2 separate regions of the Sus scrofa genome follow, and region 1 is linked to region 2. Evidence: chromatin contacts called from public Hi-C data. All regions are on one chromosome and are shown on one strand. Each heading gives the region's core, a stretch centred on a gene start, on an enhancer-like site or on the middle of the called end of the contact. The rest is flanking DNA. Distances are from core to core; before and after follow the strand shown.

Evidence for each region. Hi-C and Micro-C count contacts between places; a contact is called where the count stands out from the background.
Region 1: a contact with region 2 is called in a Hi-C map of retroperitoneal adipose tissue, with 2.1 times the contacts expected there. The contact joins the promoter of PDK2 here to the promoter of NXPH3 in region 2. A contact is called at or near these places in 1 of 5 promoter capture datasets (fetal liver), 6 of 47 Hi-C or Micro-C datasets (embryonic fibroblasts, heart right ventricle, mesenteric adipose tissue and 3 more) and 1 of 2 datasets of contacts at active chromatin or transcription factors (skeletal muscle).

Annotation. Positions count from the first base shown.
Region 1 is chr12:26,272,508-26,276,844 of Sscrofa11.1, reverse strand. It overlaps PDK2 (pyruvate dehydrogenase kinase, isozyme 2), which reads right to left and starts at 2,283. Exons shown (of 11, transcript XM_021067148.1): 1 at 2,026-2,283; 2 at 51-192. The coding sequence starts at 2,143.
Region 2 is chr12:25,765,592-25,770,540 of Sscrofa11.1, reverse strand. NXPH3 (neurexophilin-3) reads right to left here and starts at 1,367. Exons shown (of 2, transcript XM_003483007.4): 1 at 934-1,367. The coding sequence starts at 987.

The DNA of each region.
Region 1 (4,337 bases), core at 1,034-3,533, 510 kb before region 2:
GGCATCTGGCAATGGAGCGGGAGGTGCAGGGACCTAGCCAGGGGTCTCACCAGCTCTGCACCAGCTGCACCGAGGGTGTGCTCAGCACCCGGTCGGGAAGCAGGTTGATCTCTTTCATGATGTTGGCCAGGCGCACTGGCAGCTCCTGCCTGAGGAAGGTGAACGAGGTTTTCTCACAGGCATTGCTGGATCCTGGTGGGAGAGGGAAGGGTGAGCCCCATAGAGTCATGAACCATGCACAGGAGCCAGGGGGTTTCTTGGGGGTCAGATCTCTAAAGCCTTCATTTCCTGAGGGTTCAGAAGAAGCCAAGGCACAGGACAAGGAGCCCCTCCTGACCTCTGCAGTGACCGCCACACCACCCAGCCTCATCCTTAGGGAGGCTGCATGCTCTCTCCACCTGCAGCTGAACCCAACCCCGGGGGACAGGGCCATCTGGGCTCACTGTGACCTCCATCCCAGCTTCTTCTCTTTCTTTCCCTCCCAGCAGACACACAACCCACTTTGAGGGGGGTGGATCCAAGTGGGCAGAGGAGCCTGGAAAATCTATCCCTACCTTGAGATGAGCACCCTCCCGCCCCTGGCTAAGGGGAGCTATGCTGGGACCACAGCAGCTGCAGGGTCCTGGTGTCACCTCTTTATGCCCATTGTAGGGCTGCCCCTACATTAATGCCCACCCACCTGTGAGGTGGACAAGGTTGAGAACCAGGGCCCAATACTTTGGTCTGGCTTCAAGATGAAGAGGTGGTGGAGGACTGGATGGGGCCATGGCCTAGAGTCAGGAGACCTGGGTTCTAAGTCCAGCTTCTGCTTCCAACTCTGTCACCCAAGGCACGTCACCATGCTTCTGAAGGTCTGCTTCCCCTGCTGTACCCCATCCTTCTGAAGGTCTGCTTCCCCCGCTGTACCCCGAGGGAACCAGACTCTACCCTGAGCCCTTCCCAGCTGTGACAGTTCTGTAACTGGGGTCCAGGCCGGGCTGGGCAGCTGCAGGGGGTTGAGAGGGGGCTCTGGAGGCTTTCCTACACGGGAGGAGCTCAGGCAGACAGGTCTTGGGGAACAGGTGCCCCGTGTCCTGACTGCCACCTTCCCCCGCCTGCCATCAGTGACGCAGCTGTAACCTGAGCCAGGCACTGTCTCTCCTCAACTCTTGAGAGAAGGGGCACCCCCCCTTCTAATCCCCAGCTGGCACCATGGAAACACGGTGGGAACAGACAGGGACCACACAATGCCTGTTTCAGTCACCACGTTGGCACAGCCTTGCTCTGGCTCCAGAGCCACCCCCAGAATGGTGGTGGTGGTGGGGGGTGTTAGGCCACCCTGGCACAAGAACCCAGGGGCAGCCAAGGGTGGGTACAAGGCACCCGACTGCACCTCACAGCGCCCCAGACCCCTGCCCAGCTGGAGACAGATGGCCAGGCCACAGCAGATTTGATCTTCAAGTGTCCTTGCCCACTGGGACAGCTGGAGGGCAGCTCCTTCAGTGGGCGGAGGTGTACTGGTCAGGGTGTCCCTCCTGTTGACTCATCTGAGAGAGCCCCTGCCCCCAACTGACCCCTCCACGTCTGCCCTGCACAGGTCTCCTTCCAGATGGCTGTGCCTCCCAGCCCTGCCTCCTTACAGCCACCAGCATCCCGGCCCATTTCTTCTCTGACCCTCACTCTTAGAATCGCCAGAACAACCCCAGGAACCCTTTCGTGCCTTCCAGCCCTAACATCACCGCCTCACTGCCCCTTCCTCACCAAGACCCCTCACAAAGCCCGAGAAGATACCTCCGATCCCTCCTCAGCGCCCCCACTTCCCACTGCCTAGTCTCTCCAGCCGGGGTGCCCTAACCCTTTTAAGGCCGGCTGCCTCCGGCCTCTCCGTTAACCCTCTCCTGCCTGGACCCCTGCAAGCCAACCCTTCCCGTCACTCGGTCTCTCTCAACCTCCGTGTTAACCCTTCACGGCCAGGACGCCTTCCTCCCCCCCAGCCCCCCCTCCCCCGCAGGTCCCGGTGGCCAGCCGCCTCCCGCCCCCTCGTACCGAAGTCCAGAAACTGCTTCATGGACAACGGGGACGGGGAGAACTTGCTGAAGTGCTCGATGTACTTGGGCGCCCCTGCCAGGGACGCATTCTTCAGTAGCGCGCGGACCCAGCGCATGGCAGCGGCGGCCGCGCCTCGGGCTCGGGCTCGGGCTCGGGCTCCGCACCCCGCGCGGGCAGCGTTGGCGCTCGGCTTGGCCCACTCGGGTCCCGCGCCGCCCAGGCCGCCTCCTCCCCACCACCGCCCTGGCGGGGCTCCGAGTCCGGCCAATCGGCTCGTCGCGGCGCCCCGACGTCGCCAATGGCCGCTCACAAACAACTTCCGGAGAGCCAATTGCCTCTCGCCCCGGCACGTGGCTGCCCCCTGGGCCCGCCCCCTTAACTCCGTGTTTGCCCGGAGCGGCCTGTTGTTTTCGGGAGGCCGGGCGGAGAGCCCGCCTCCCGGGTGTCACCCCGCCCTTCCTCCTCCCCGCCCATAGGGGTTAACCCCTCCCTTCCCAGAGGCTCGTTATTCCCATACCTATTCTACTCCTTCCTTTCCCCGCTCCCTCCTCAGACTCCTTCACGTCTCGTCTCTGAGATTGTTCCGGTAGCTGTCAGCGCACCCCATTTCCTCCCAAAGTGTCCCGATTCACCTATCTTGATTCCCATCTGCTCTCCCTTAGGGGGTCTAGTGGGTTCCCAATTCAGATGACAGTGACTCAGATTGAATGTTTGCTAACTTCGGGATCTGGATGCGAGCCCACGTCAGTCCCTCGTATCACAAAGATCCAAGCAGCTCATGAAAAGGCGGCATGTTGCTTTTCCAGTTAAAAAAGTCAGTCAACCTCCTAATTAACACCTGGAGGCGGCAGAGGCAACCCTTACCATCAGTGCTACAATGAAGTTTTCAAAAAACTTTTTTTTTTTTTTTTTGTCTTTTTAGGGCCGCACTAGCGGCACATGGAGATTCCCAGGCTAGGGGTCAAATCGGAGCTGTAGCTGCCGGCCTACGCCAGAGCCACAGCAACTCGGGATCCGAGCCGCGTCTGCGACCTACACCACAGCTCATGGCAACGCCGGACCCTTAACCCACTGAACGAGGCCAGGGATCGAACCTGCATCCTCATGGATGCTAGTAAGATTCGTTTCCGCTGAGCCACGAGGGAAACTCCCAAAACACTTTTATTTTTTTATTCTCTTCTCTTTGGACCTAAGAAAGCAACCTTTTTCGCTCTGAGCGTTCTTAGAGAAAGGTCCTGGGAGATGATTGGTGCTGGAGGCGGAGAGCCCGCCCTTCCTCAGCCAACCGGCTCTCTCGTGGGAACCCAGCGCGCGCCCTCTTGTGGTCGAGAGCGGTAAGTCCCTCGCTTCTCCCCCCACCCCCTTGAGGTGTTTTTCGCTGTTCAGTCGTGGGCTCACATTCACCAATGGCATAATAAATTTTAGGCTTTGTGCTGGGACAGGGAAAGAGACAAGATTGGGACACTGCCTTTTCCTTCGATCGTTTCATTTCTCAGTCTGGGAGAGAGCTGCATAAATAAATAAATAGTTATAACAGAATATGATTATAGCCTATGCAGAGCTATGAGCAAGGCCTCACAATGAAGGGGACTCTCTTAGCTGAATGAATAATAACCTATGTGCCAAGCACTGTTTGCATTCATTATCTCATTTACTTCTCAGGACAGCTCTATTGTGCTATTATTATCTCTATTTTGTAGATGAGGAAACAGGTTCAGAGGTCATTCTCAACTGCAGCTCTGACCGTGTTACTTCTCTTGCTCATAGCCTGTTGCTGGCTCGCCACTTCTTCCTGCAGCCTTTCCAGTTCTCACATGGTCTGCTTTGGCTTAACTCTCCAGCCTCATCTCTCCACATTTCCCCTGCTCAACTCCCAGCCACACTGATCCACTGCCTTGAACCAGTCTCCAATCTCCGTGCTGTTGCAAATGCTGTCTCTTATGTATGGATCATTCTTTCTTCTTCTTCTTCTTCTTCTTCTTCTTTTTTTTTTTTTTTTTTTTTTTTTTTTTTTTTTTTTTTGCCATTTCTTGGGCCGCTCTGGTGGCATATGGAGGTTCCCAGGCTAGGGGTCGAATCGGAGCTGTAGACACCAGCCTATGCCAGAGCCACAGCAATCCAGGATCCGAGCCGCGTCTGCAACCTACACCACAGCTCATGGCAACGCCGGATCCTTAACCCACTGAGCAAGGGCACGGACCAAACCCACAACCTCATGGTTCCTAGTCGGATTCGTTAACTCCTGAGCCACGATGGGAACTCCTGGATCATTCTTTCTTCTCACTTTCACTTACTCAGTCTTCAGGTCC
Region 2 (4,949 bases), core at 118-2,617:
AGAGAGACAGCAGGAGGAGAGACTCTGGGAGTTGGGCTCCCGGCGGCAGACCTCTGTGTACTTGGCCTCCTAGGGTCACAGCTGAAGGCTGGAGGATGGGGAGAAGGATTCGCCCACCCAGTGGCAAAGGGGATTATTGTTTTGAGAAGGGCAGACCCAGATGTGGGGCCGAGGCTTCTCCACGACAGGATTGCTAGGTAGCCGATTGGCGGGCGCTGGGTCGGAGGGGAGTTGAGCCCTGGGCTGGGGGGGCGGGGGTGGATTCCCCCCGTCCTGGGCCGCAGGGAAGGCGCGAGCGAGCGCACGGGGAGCCGGCTCCGGGCGCTCCGCTCAGCTACCGCGAGCGCCCGGGGCGGGAGCCGCCTGCCCAGGTCCTGTGGGGCTCGGGCTGCGCGCAGCCGGGAGCGGAGAGGAAAACAACAGGCGGGGAGGGAGGGAGGGAGGGAGCGGGAGGGAAGGCGGGAGCGAGGGACGCAGGGGCGGCCCCCCTCCTGGACAGGCTCGTGCGCTGGGGAACCCAGAGCCCGGGGTCCTCCGGGTCCCCCGAGGTCAGAGACGAGCCCACGCCCCCTGCCCTGGCAGGTCATCGGCTCCACAACCACCTCCCACTCCCCTTCCGCGGGGCCCCGGGCGCCGAAAGGGGTCGAGTAACCCTTGGCGACGGCTGCGGGCATTTTCCCTCGTGCCCGTCGCACCTCCTGCCACCAGCGGCCGAGTGGGTGGGCCAGCCCAGCACCCTCTCCCCGCCCCTATTAACCCTTTCTGTACAGTCTCCGGCCTCGGACCCGCCCTCTCCCCCAGCCTCCAGGCTACGCTTCCATCCCCGGGATGTGGGGGGGAAGGGAGAAAGTTTCCGGGCTCCGGAGCTTCCCGCGCTCTCCCCCAATTCTCCGGGCCCCCGCCCCTCCGCGCCGCTCCCCGCGGACCACTCACCAGATAGAGGCTGCCCTGCACTAGGAACACGAAGCAGCAGCGAGTCAGTTGCATCTTCGTCCTTTGCTCCCGTGCCCCTTTCTCTCCTCTTTTTCCTTTAGGGTCCCAGGCCCTTCTTCACCCCTGCTCTTTCAGGTGCGCCGTCCCATGCTCCAGTGCCCGGCCACTCGCGGCCCTCCGCGCTGCCAGCCGCCCAGGACCGACCCCGCCCCCTTCGGTCCAGCTGTGCAGCCGCAGCCCCCCCTCCCCTGGTCCAGCTGCGCGCGGCGTGGCCCCCTCGCGAGGCCCCAGATGTGCGCCCCGAGCGCCTCGAAGGGCCCCAGCTGCGCGGTGGCTCCGTCGCTCCCGATATGCCCCCTCGGTTCCAGTGGCGCGGCTCTCGCCCAGATGTGTGGGGGACCCGCGCGCGCGCTCGTCCCTGCGCTAATTCCCCAGACCAGACGGCCCCTCCCGCCCCGTCGCGGCGCGCCCCCTGGCGGAAGCCCCGGGCCGAGCCGAGCCCCGCCGCCGCTCGCCTCGCTGCGCCCCGCCAGACTGGAGCGCTCCCGGCGCCCAGGCGGCTCCGCTTCCTCGTCCCTCCCACCCGCGGCGGCGGCGGCGGCGGCGGCGGCGGCGGCGGCGGCGGCGGCAGGTACTGTGAGCCCAGCCGGTACCTCCGGAGTTAACTCCTCCCCTGCCGGCCCGCAGCCCCGGGACCTGGGAGGCCGGGGACAGACGCGGGGGCGGAGTAACGCTTGGCGAGGAAGGGAGAGGGTGGTGGCCCGGGGAAAGGCACCCTACTTTTTCCACCCCTCTGGCAAGGCGCCTGTCCCCGGGAGCGGGCATTTGGGGATCTGCTGCCAGGCCCCGAACCCCGAGAGACCTGGAATTTGGAAAGATCATTTTTTCCCAACCGTTACAAGAGCCAGAAAAGAACATTCTCCTATCCCCACAGCCCAAAGTCCAATTTTCTGCTTTTGTGCCAAGGGAAGTTCTTCTAGGTGTCTAGCCTGTAGTCCTTTTGGTATCATGTCAGTCCCTTTCCTCTTCTACTTTACTCAGAGGGGCTGAGATAACCCTCCGTGCCTGCCCCCTGCACCTCTCAGTCCAATCGCTGTGACAGGAAACTTTTGGCTGGAGCTCTGGGCTGAAAGGGCTGCGCCGGGTCAGGCTGGATTCTGAATCTGGGGTCAGGGGATAAACCTCCCCCCCGGCCCCAGAAGGCTGTACCAATGGCTGTACCTCCATTCTTTGCTACTGCCCTCCCTGGAATCCAGGGCATCACAGGTTGGGATGTGGGGCTTCTCTGCCCAGCTGAGTCTCTGTCTGTCTCTGGTCTCTGCAAGCCTCCAGGGCAAGAAGGAAGAAAAAAAGATCCTCATTTGAGATTTTCCAAGGAGGGGCTCATCCGCCATCACCTTACAGCTCTGTTTTCTGCCTGGGTTTGCAGGGCCCTTTTAGTCCTTAGAAAAACCAAAGGTCAGATCCTACCATCCCTTAGAAGCTGTGAGGGTGAGGAGGCACCCCAGCATTTGGAGTGGTTCCAGCCTGGGCTGGGCCCCGTGGGGCAGGGAGGGTGGGCACTCTGCCCTGGCCCTCGAGGCCCAGTTTGGTCTCTGGCTGCAGCCCCCAGCACGCACCCAGCCTCCTCCCCCACCATCTGCCAGGCGGGTGCGCGGGGAATGCAGATGAATCTTAATATCAGCCTGGGCCAAGTGCGATGAGGGAGACAGATTCTGCAGAACCCAGGCAGCGTCTCAGAGCCCCCTGCATTCCTCAGGCACCCTGGGTGGTACAGGATGCAGCAGCCCTTCCCCGGGGGTGGGGGTGGGAATGTGCTTGTCTAGTCAAAGACCCCCACCCCCCACCCCAAAGCCAGGGGAGGAAGGAACAGATAAATCCTTGTCTGGCCTCTGAGCCTCTGGTCCGGCTGGGAGGAGGAAGCTGTCGGCCTGAGCGTGGGCAGCTGGTTCCGGCTCTCAGCGAGGCAGAGGCGTAGCTGGGCCCACTCCCTGTCCATCTCCAGAAGGTCTTATCCCCAGGAGAGCGGTGTGACCCAGCAAAAAGAGCACAGGCTTTCGGGCCAGACAGTCCTGGATTCCACTCCAGGCCTGGCTGTGTGACCTTGGGCAGGTTGCTTTGGTTCTCTGATGCCAGTTTCCTGATCTGTAGTTGTAAGAATTAAAGGAGACAGAATGTGCAAACCGAGCACAGGCACAATGGCTGGCGGGCAGTCGTGGCGTACAATAAAGGGAAGCTCTGGCTTTTCCACTGCCCACACATTTGCTCTGGCTGCACCTCCTGCCAGGCTTGCCCTCCCTGCCCTCTCAGTCCTTCCTGCCTCTCACTTCCTTCAAATTTCCCGTCCGCATTCATCCATCAACCACGAGCCAAGCCTGTCCTCGGTGCCAGGCACCAGGCCAGGGGTTGGGACACAGAGATGAATGGGACACCCTTCCTGGCCTTGGGAATCTCACTGGCTAGCGCAGAACCAAGGCGCGAAAATCAATGATAACTCAGTGTAGTGAGTGCAATAACAGATCCCTCCCTAGATGCCAAGGATCATCGGAGCAGGGGCAGACAGGGGTGGCTTCCTGGAGGAGGTGATGCTGAAGTCACAAGAAATAAATGGTCAGAGGTCCAGGGGCTAGAACCGGAAGCAGTTTGCTGTTGCTGGAACTCAAAGGAGAGAGGAGGATGCTTGGAGCAGGAAGCTGGGACCACCTGATGGAAGGTCTTATGTGCAGGTCAAGGGGTTAGGACCTTAAAAATCCTTTGAAGAGTTTTAAGGAGGCTGGTGATTACAGTCAGATTTGTAGTGGGGGGCGGTGTTTGGTTTTTGTCTTTTTAGGGCTGCCTCTGTGGCCTATGGAAGTTCCCAGGCTAGGGATCGAATCGGAGCTACAGCTGCCAGCCTACAACACAGCCACAGCAATGAGGGGTCCGAGTGCAACCTACACCACAGGTCACAGCAACGTCAGATCCTTAACCCACTGAGCGAGGCCAGGGATTGAATCCGCATCCTCCTGGATCCTAGTTGGGTAGTTCGTTACCACTGAGCCAGATTTGCTGTTGATAAAGCTTTTGGAGAATTCACCAGAAAGAGGAAAGACTAGAGGGAGGGAACCAGTTAGGGGGAGACTGAAAACATCTTTAGGAGGCAGATCAGGGTTGAGTTATTGCTGACATGAGGGAGGAAGGGAGACAGGGAGTCATGTATGATACCCAAGTTTCTGGCTTGAACAGTAGGCAAGATGCTGGCTGAGGTGGGCACTATGGGGGCAGGGCAAGGGATGAAGGGGTCAACTTTGGTCATGTCAAATCTGGGGCTTGTGGAGTTCCCGTCGTGGCTCAGTGGTTAACAAATCTGACTAGGAACCATGAGGTTGCGGGTTCGATCCCTGGCCTTGCTCAGTGGGTTAGGGATCCAGCGTTGCCGTGACCTGTGGTGTAGGTTGCAGACGTGGCTCAGATCCCGCATTGCTGTGGCTCTGGTGTAGGCTGGCAGCTACAGCTCTGATTGGACCCCTAGCCTGGGAACCTCCATATGCTGTGGGAGCAGCCTAAGAAATGGCAAAAAGACAAAAAAAAAAAAAAAAGTCTGGGGCTTGCTGTTGGCCAGCCGAGGGCAGGAGAAAGTCTAGCCTGGGGGACTGAAGGGATGGATGCGTGAGAGGAACAAGGGGCTTGGATGGAGGAGCCTGGGCACCCTGGCGTTTAAGGGGTGGGCAGAGGAAGAGCAGCCCCCAAAGGCTCCCAGGCAGGAACCGGCAGCCAGGGGCACGGAGGGCGTGTGGGCTGATCCCAGAAGCAACAAGAGCAGTGGGGCGCTCACACTGGGGTGCACCAAGCGAAGGTTATGGTACGAACGCAGATGCTAGGGGCCCACCCAAGGGTGGCAGCGGGGAGCCCAGGACCTTCCATGCATTTTTTGCCCATATCCCAGGAAATGCCCATTGAGGCAGCCCCTGGACTTCACTTTGATAGAATGGCGTGTGGGGAATATCAGGAAAGATGGAATTAGCAGCAGCTCAGAG